Regions from separate parts of the Zea mays genome. Here all the other regions are linked to region 3. The links are chromatin contacts, called in public Hi-C maps. All regions are on one chromosome and are shown on one strand. Each heading gives the region's core, a stretch centred on a gene start, on an enhancer-like site or on the middle of the called end of the contact. The rest is flanking DNA. Distances are from core to core; before and after follow the strand shown.

The links. Hi-C and Micro-C count contacts between places; a contact is called where the count stands out from the background.
Region 1: a Hi-C map of bundle sheath shows a contact between it and region 3, with 2.5 times the contacts expected there. The contact joins the promoter of LOC100275459 here to the promoter of LOC100282538 in region 3. A contact is called at or near these places in 3 of 25 Hi-C or Micro-C datasets (bundle sheath, ear and tassel).
Region 2: a Hi-C map of tassel shows a contact between it and region 3, with 2.1 times the contacts expected there. The contact joins the enhancer-like site here to the promoter of LOC100282538 in region 3. A contact is called at or near these places in 4 of 25 Hi-C or Micro-C datasets (bundle sheath, ear, endosperm and 1 more).

Annotation. Positions count from the first base shown.
Region 1 is chr1:170,952,079-170,954,953 of Zm-B73-REFERENCE-NAM-5.0, reverse strand. It overlaps LOC100275459, which reads right to left and starts at 1,572. Exons shown (of 4, transcript NM_001149526.1): 1 at 1,292-1,572; 2 at 555-921; 3 at 317-471. The coding sequence starts at 1,387.
Region 2 is chr1:170,986,276-170,989,202 of Zm-B73-REFERENCE-NAM-5.0, reverse strand. No RefSeq gene overlaps it. Among protein-coding and RNA genes, the nearest start is that of LOC100275459, 34 kb to the right of the region's middle. Within about 2 kb of position 1,597, at least 19 of the 20 cell types and tissues checked have an H3K27ac peak or open chromatin away from gene starts, as enhancers often do. A contact at or near this core is called in bundle sheath, ear, endosperm and 1 more, where this site is marked.
Region 3 is chr1:171,125,291-171,128,414 of Zm-B73-REFERENCE-NAM-5.0, reverse strand. LOC100282538 reads right to left here and starts at 1,654. Exons shown (of 9, transcript NM_001155446.2): 1 at 1,428-1,654; 2 at 1,051-1,259; 3 at 835-917; 4 at 643-702. The coding sequence starts at 1,171.

The DNA.
Region 1 (2,875 bases), core at 323-2,822, 170 kb after region 3:
TATATCTATTATTATTATGCATAGCCTGGCCCAATATAAGAGGTACTATGTTCCGGCATGCATTGTTTGATGTCCATCCTGGAAATGATGTACCACTAATCACCACCAAGTTGTTGAACATTTTAAAGATTCATGCAAATCAATTTGTAGGGAAATCTGAATGTTCTATTTGCAGACTGAATTTCAGTATAGAAGTGTATCCTAAGCTAGTAGGCTACAAGGCAAAAACAAGTAATGTTCAAGTTCAATTGTAGATAGCAGGAACTAAACAATTCAATGAACCTTTTTTTTGCACAGGTATTCTACAGAAACTTACCGGGTATCTAGCATGGAGAGGCATCTCTATTACAAGGTTACAGTTGATTGAAATGATTCGCCTGAGATCAAAATGGATCTCAACAGATGACCCATTGGATAGAGCTGTGGGCAGTTCAAGGTTGGCGTCTCCAAAAACAGCAACATCAACGAAAACTGCAAGATTTTTTCAACCAAAAAGATTAGCATAATACAGATAACAATGCAGTTCTACAGTCTATCTCAGATTCAGATTTCACCTTTGCGCTCAACAAAATGCTGTAGCTCAAATGGGTCGGCAAACACTCCATCAGGAAGTTTTTCAAATATCACCAGATGGGCATCGTAGTGATCAAGGAAATTAACCATAGCACCTTCATGGGCACCAAAATCCACAGAATAGACTAAACGGCGGTGAGAACCTTTACCAACCAGTTGCCGGCGTAGTTTTGAAAGCATAGGAACTTCGACATCATCAGCAAGTCCTTTGCACAATTCACCAGAATCAGACATTTCCACTATGTCACGACGCTGAGCAAGCTGGCCCGTCAAGGTGTCCAGATGTGCACCACCAATGTACGTTCTAGAGCAGGGCATGCATTTGACGGGTGTGCGGCTTCCGCCTTCCTGCGCAATGCCATAATTAAAACTTACCCGCATAAACATCAACCATATCTGAACGGAAATATTATCAGAAGCAGGGTGCCTCCCAAAACGAGATACAGCTAATTACCCTGGCCACCCAACTCAAACAATTACACATACATTTAAGTCGAACTTGGGATAGATCGACACTTACAGCTTACAGGTACGGTAAAATTCAGCATGAGCTAAAAACGAACGCTTTCCGTAGCCCTTTCCAGACACTATACATGAACGCGCATCACGGCCCCGGCTCTAGCAAATCCGAATCAACGAAAGATCATAATTTCCGCACAAAAACTGCGCACGAGTAAAATTGGCGTGAACCAGGAGCGCCCATCCACCCCTTACGTACCTGCTCACCCGACGATGAGGCGGCGACCACCGCGCCGGAGATCCAAGCGGCGGCGAGCGCCAAGGCGAGCAAGCACCGCCCGCCCCCCGCAGCCATCTGTCACAGTGGCGGAGCCAACAAGAAAACGAAGCCTGGGATAGCGGGCGGCTGCCGGCTCGCTGGGTGGCGGCGGGCGCGTCTGGCGGCGAGGAGGTGAAGGCGAGCCGTCGCGTCGCGTGGAGGTGGAAGCGGGCGACGGGACGTGCGGAGCTGGAGGCGAGGGCGAGGTGCCAAGGTGTGTGGAGGCGGAGCTCAGGATGCGGACCCGTCGGGTTATTTGGGCTGGGCCGCCGAAGCCCGGCCAGGCCGGGCCTCAGCTCTGCCTCTGCTCTGTCAGGAGGGGGAGGCGGCGGAAGGATCTTGTGGTAGATAGAAGAGAGAAGTAGGTTGTCAGGTTGTGTGCAGCAGGGACGCCGGACGCACCTCGCCGGCGTCCGGGAGGCGGAGGCGTGGAGCGTCCACGCTCGGGGACGCGGATCTCGTCATGGCAGACGGCGGAGGGCCAGCCTAGTCGACGGCGATGCCGGGGCCTAACCTGAGCCGAGCTTATCCGTCTTCATCAATTGGGCCTTCCGGCTGAGCCAACTTTACCACGCTTGGGCCTTCCGGCGTTGCACGTGATTTGATTGATATAAGGCTGATTCCAACACCACTACGGCCACATAACCGATCTCAGTCCTTAACTATCACAACACTCCATAATATAGTCTTTATTACCAATCTATTATCACCTCAAATCATTACATTACTTATAGACTTTTAGTTAATATGAAACACAAATACATCTGATTAAATAATTAAATGAGTAATTTTATTCGTTTAATTATGTAATCAGATGTATTTGTATTTTAATAAAATTACATAATTGCTAACAATAATTAAAAATTGCATAACTCAAATATAATAATAAAACATACTTTTAAATAAAATTGCATAGCTTAAATATAAAAAATTAAAATAGTTTATAAATAAAACCTAATATATATATATATATATTATTTTAGGATTTTTAAAAAAATAGACTTGAATAGTTAAAAAACAACTAGCTGATATGGCACACGCGTGACCAATCAACACACTACGTCACTAAAATCAGTCATTATCGGACTGGCTGGTCAGTAGAGCCACTGACAGGTGTTGGAACCAACGTGGTCAATACCAACCAAAGATCAACAATCGATATCGTCTCACATTGTATCCAGTCTAAAGCTACACGCACTCCCTACTCTAAATGATTTCCTCATCAATACCTCATTTCTCTCAAAACCGTTCTCTATATCTCAGCATTTATACGTCAAAGTCTATATTATGATATTCTCTCTCTCTCTCTATATATATATATATATAGTCCGTGCTAATGCTACGATCCCACGTAGGGGAAGAGAGGTGGACGGCGGAGGCGCGAGTGAGGGGGAAAGGACGTCGGTGACACGGGGGAGGGGTGGCGGGGTCGTAGGAGAGGGAGAGTGAAAGGGAATTAGGCTTTCACCTAGTCCCTAATTAGTTTTGGTGGTTGAATTGCCCAACACAAATAATTGGACTAAC
Region 2 (2,927 bases), core at 348-2,847, 140 kb after region 3:
ATGGAAATAAAAGTAGTCAAATAGCAAATAAATAAATATAGGAATATGCATCTCATGCTCAGGTTCTTGTAATTGTGCATTTGTGTTTAAATTCGCGAGGCAAGTCTAAGTTTGAAAATTAGAATTTGAAAATGAATGGAGGAAAGGAAAACAATATACATTAAGGATATATATACACACACATATATATATATATATGAATAAATATATATAATTTCAGGCTAATACTTTTATTTGAGAACTTGATCCCAAACTCACTAACAAATTCAAATTCAAATAGTAAATCTTTCAAACGATGAAAGAAATGCAAAATATAAAAGAAAAGAAAAAAATTAATAAGGAGAGAGACCCTCTCTCAGCCGCATGGGCCGAATTCCCCTCTTTCAGCCCAACTCACGCCTGGGTGACCCAAATCGCGTGCCCAGTATCTCCATCGCCTCCTGTCACTGTTTGATGGGCCCTGGTCACCAGGACTCCTCTCTCGCGCCGTGTTGTCACTGGCTGGGTGGACCCCAGTGGTCAGCCTCTTCCTCGCGCTTGGGTCCGCAGCCTATTCGCTCGTCCCTTTCATGCACGCTCACCTCATCATCCGCTCACTGTCGGGTGGGCCCATACTGTCGGGTAATCTTCTTCTACCTGGGGCGCTCCCTGTATCAAGCGTCGGGGATCCCGAAATCGCCTGCGTCGATCTCGCTCGCCCAACCGAACGCTTACCCACCACCGTGAACCGTGGACTCGGACCCGCACAATTCGTGGACCTGCACGCTATCGTGTGGGACCGCCCTGCTAGAGTCCTCGTTTTCGCTACGACCGAATCGACGCAACAAACCCAGCCGTAGTCACCGGAGCGCCCCCTTTCTTTCGGATCTAGACTCTCCTGCCCTCCTATAAAGCTTGGCGGTGCCACCCCTTTGCCGAACTACCATGGAGCCATAGCGCGCGGTTACCTCGAGGAGCAGAGAGCCTCGTCGCATGAGAGAGATAGAGAGAGAGGATCGGGTGCCGCTGCGTTTGGCTCAGTCGTGGGAGCTTCTACGTAGCTCCGATGACGAATTGTGTCCTTGCCTTGTGGGGCTGACAACCTGGTGATCTGGGGATCGATTGATGCGTCGGGCTGAGCTCACCAAATTTCTCTGCCACCGCCTTCGCCGGCCCACTGCTCTACCCGATCGCCGGTAACTATCCCTCAACAGCGTTTGTAGTGGTCGGCTCTTCGTGTATCACCAGTTAGTCTCGAGAATAGGGCATTTGTGCGCTGGATTCTGGAGCTCTCCGCCGTGCGTTGAAGACCGCAATGCTGCCGCGACACGTGGCCGGTCGTCCGCGTCGAATCGGTACGCCTCCATGATCTCCCTCGCCTCTACCCCTCTGACGTAGGAGCTGGCGCCATTCGATAACTAGGGGGAGGCTCGCGGTCAGGCACACCATTGGTTGTGCGCCTGGTGTCGCGTCAGGGAAGAAGACGGTGTCTCGCTCCCGTGACGTGTTGTAGGAAGAAGACGATCTTCAGGGCCATCAATCCGAGTTTGGACGGTAGGGATTAAATCAAACCCGTACATGTTCAATTGCTTTATCCGGGCCGTCTAATTTGTTTGGGACGGTTGGGATCGAAGCTCAGTTATTTTAAATCGTGACCGTAGAGGCTACATCGGATGGTCCGCATCGGATACCTGTTCGCAACCTTTAGAATCTAATCATGGCCCTTGATTCTGATCGGGTGGCTCAGATCGTCCAATACCCCTTCGGCTGGCAGTCTTTTAAAAGAGCCCCTCAAGTTTACTTCAATAAACCCGCAGTCCTCTCTGGTAGGACTCTGTGTCTTGGATTGTTTTGTGCAGAGCCCCCCGGGTTTCTGTTTATTTCGTGCGTAGTACATACATTTAATAAAACCAAGAAATTCATTTAGAAAAAGGATTTTCAGTATAAGATTAATTGCAGAAAGTTGTTTAATCCCTAGAAAATTCATACTAAGTCCAAATTGACCCATTTCAGTTCCTATAATTTTGTAAGATTATTGTTTATCAATTAATGTCTCTGTTTTGACATGAAAACAATAATAAAATTGATCTCCCAAATAATTTCATATCAAACACATAAAACCTTCGGAAATTCATAACTTACAATCCGTAACTCCGATCTTAGTAGTTCTCAATCCCGCGATCTTGTAGCTTCGCGTAGATTGTTATTATTCAATTTGTACCTATGTTTGGTGTGATGTTAATTTTGTCTATACCATGTTTGTTTGTATTTTTGCGACTAGCAGTGCAGCTACGAATCACCTGAAGTTCATCCTGTCACCTGGATTCTCAAGTGCCAGGCAAGTTGTGCCCTTGATCCACTTTTGTTACACAATAATGTTCTTTATAATCATTTACCATGCATAGGTTTAATTTTGATGGGACCCGATAGGTCACCCTAGATTGTTTATCTCATTTACCTTGTTTACCCCTGAATCACTTGGGTAGTTTGCTATTGCTTTATATGGTTTTCGGATAATCATTTATTATATCCATGTTCCAGTTATTATGTTATTTATTTATGTTCATGACAAGATCATTATATTATTGTTAATTGGAATATAGAGCTTAACTTGAGAAACACGTGCCACCACAAGGGAGGAATGGGACCCCTTGGCTAACTAATTAGGAAAGCTAGTGGAAGACTACCTTACCCGAAAGGGGCAAGGGCAGTAGGGGAGTTGCATGCAAGGAGGTTTTCGGGTTGATTTTGCTGCGATGGCAGTCAGACGAGGGATTCTTGCAAGTGCTCTTCCCATAAAATGTATCGGGTTTTCGGAAGCTAGTGGAACTTTGTAAAGGCCTCGTAGTGGATCTCTAGCCATTCACCTTGGTAGTGTTTATGGGCCTAGCTAACCCTGGCGACATGGGAAACACGACCTGTGGGTAAAGGGTACAACCTCTGCAGAG
Region 3 (3,124 bases), core at 405-2,904:
AACATAAGTAGGTTCTATGTGCAATATGCAAGGAAAGAGGTCATGTCAAACCTCATATTACTGCAAAAAAAATAAGAAATAAGAATCTCCGATACGGAGTGTCTGTTGATATGGAACAAAGAAATTACAATGAATAAATAAAATGACAAAGATAAATAAGAAAAACAATAACCGAAACTGGGATATTGTCATTTTGGCTAAAAATGGTGCTGACAATAGAGATGGGACCCAGGATTGATGCAAGCCACAAGAGGGGATCCTAATTCCTAAACCAAATCTAGATAAAGGGTTTATATCATCCTTGCATGACTAACTAATAGTTGCAGTCATTTAGCACGGCAATTGGTTGGGAAGCATAAATAACAATAGATTCTTATAGAAAACAGGTAACTGCAACATATATGAATAGGACCCTGATAGGCCCAGAAAAAAAAGTCCAATGCAATCAGAAAGAGTACAGGAGTCAACTATCTGCTGACCTCCCACCCTTAAGTTTTTGATAGCTTTCATCGCCTGTGCAGTATTAACTATCGAGCAATCCTGATTCTCATCGATTTGCAAAATTCCCAAAAATGGAACTTTAAAACGTGCCAGATACAATATCCCACAGCAATCAACAATGCACAACAAACAGGGACTCACGCGGTCTGCGAACAGGCTCTCCTTCTTGCTGGTCTTAAATAGTGCCAACTGAAACTCCTCCTGCAAAGAGGTGACAAGCAAGAACAGCTAATATATCTCAGGCATTGACCATCACCCACAAATGCACATACCATACACAACAATAAGAGATTACATAAGAACTAAACAGTGGACCAATCACCCATCACTGACCTTGTTAATCAGCCCATCATCGATGACAGCACTGCTTATCTTCTTGAACAGCTCGTACAGAGCCTCGACCTCGCTCACGCTGACTGCAGGAACAACAAGCACAGGCAAAGCCCACTCAGCCACCCAGACCGAACAAGGCGCAGGCGTCAATTCAATTCATTCCCCGTGCGTGCGAAATGAAGCAGCGACCAGGGAGAGGAAGCAGATCATGCTTACAGACGGTCTCCCTCGCGAGAACCTGAGGGTCCTCGAGCCCGGGCGGCTGCTTGAGCTCGACGTCGCAGCACTTGAGCAGGACCGCGAGCAGCTGCCTCACCCCGTCCAGGCACTGCACCATGATATGCCCTCGCCACCGGCTCCCTGCCCCACGCCACTCACCGGTGTTGTCACCGCCCCATCCCACGGCCGCGCGGAGGGCTCGGCTCCTGCGAGGATCGAGCACTAGATCGATCAATCAACCGACCAATCAACTAACCCCCAGTCCCAAAGCGAAGCCAAGCGATGGGGTCGGCGGGTCGCTGAGGCGCGAGGTTGCTGGAGGGTGGAGGGAGAACCGGGTTGGGCGGGCGAGTGGGCCGTGGGCGGATGTTTACCTCGAGGGACGGAAGGATTAGATTGTGGGAATGGGGGGCGCTATCTCTCTGGTGGCGGCGGAGCGAGGCTGGGGGTAGGGCACGGCGAGATCGGGGGCCAAGAGGAGGGCAATGCAAATCGCGACGGGGAAGTGAGTTGCGCGGTTGGGCTCGAGCTCCGCCTCCTCTCCTCTCTTCGTCGTCGGTGTGCGGGGTCGGGGTGCGCGGTGCGCCCGTGCCGCGCGTGTTCTCTTCTCTCCCGGAGCTCTCGGCGTTGCCGTTTCGGGCTCATCATTGGGGTGGGCCCAGTCGTCGCACGGGAGGAGTCTGGGGCCCACATATTTGAGAAAATTTAAAATGACAACGATGTGGCTGTCGCGATAAATATAACCCTAAAACCAGCCTCACAGCTTGGCATCTGGGAACTTACCATCTGAGAATAGCTCCTCGTAGGTGTCTCTATGACAAAAAACAATTCCAGCAGGTAATCTACACGAATACTTGTGAAGAACATTTTTTCCCATCTTTATTTTAAATCCCCAAAGCGGATTTCTATCCTGTTTAAATTATAATTATGATATTCATCTTTTGTTATTAATTAAAAAAAATTCACTTATACATATGGTTAAATGTAAGAAATTATTATGTGTATATCAAAATGAACACAATTGTATAATGAGTGATCTATTGACAAAGTAATTATTTATTTTTATCATTAACTATCAAACATCATCACATACAGGTTTAACGGATCCTCGCGAGGAACGATGTAACACCCTAAATTCTTCATATAAAAGCAATCCAGTTAATTTATTAATCTCTAGCATAATGGAAAATATTTTACTTTTAAATAATGAAAATGGCAATATAAAATAGAATAAGTTCTTGAATAAATAAAATTTTATCAAGTGTTTGATGTACTCATGCCAAGGCTTAAATTTTATTTGATGTATCCAATTTTTTTGGATTTAATTTGGTGAGAAAATCTCATTTTAAAATAATAATGAGTTGTTAAAATATACATTTCAATATTTTACTAGTTTTGTTTATAAGTGTTTGCGAGAATCCCATTTTAATTTTATTACCCTTGTCTTAAGATCTTTTATTTAAAATAATAGAATTTCCATTCAATAATGTTTTCTAAAAAAACATGTATTTTGTTTATGTTAATAATATTTTTGGATATTTATAATTTTTTAGTATAAAAAACTAAGGAAAGAAAATAAAAAATGAACGACCGCTCACCTCGCCGATCTAGCCTATTCTTTATTCCCCTCCTCATTTCACTCTGTGCGTGGACCCACTTCTCTTCTCTTTCAAGTATAGAATCCCGGGATTTTGGTCCTCAAGCCTTTTTTATTAGCGAAATGGGATGATTTCATGCCAAAAAAAATGGACTTTCGCCGTATAGCGAGATAAAGAATTTGAATTGTCAATCGACTCTCTAGAGGGAAAAAGTGAGAATGAACATTTGCCCTATAGTGAGCACCAAGTTTTTCAGGCTCATACGTCAGATTATCTTCAATCCCTGCCTGCTCTCCGTTCTATCCAGGCACGCTACACGCCGCCGCATCATCTTCTCGCCAAGCTAAGTCATTCTTCATCGCTTTCAGATCTCGTCACCTAGCTCATCGTTGCTTGACGCCGTTGCAACTGCTCGCCCCATGATGTCGCTCGTGCGCCTGCTAGTGCCCAGCAACAAGTTTATCGACGTCCAT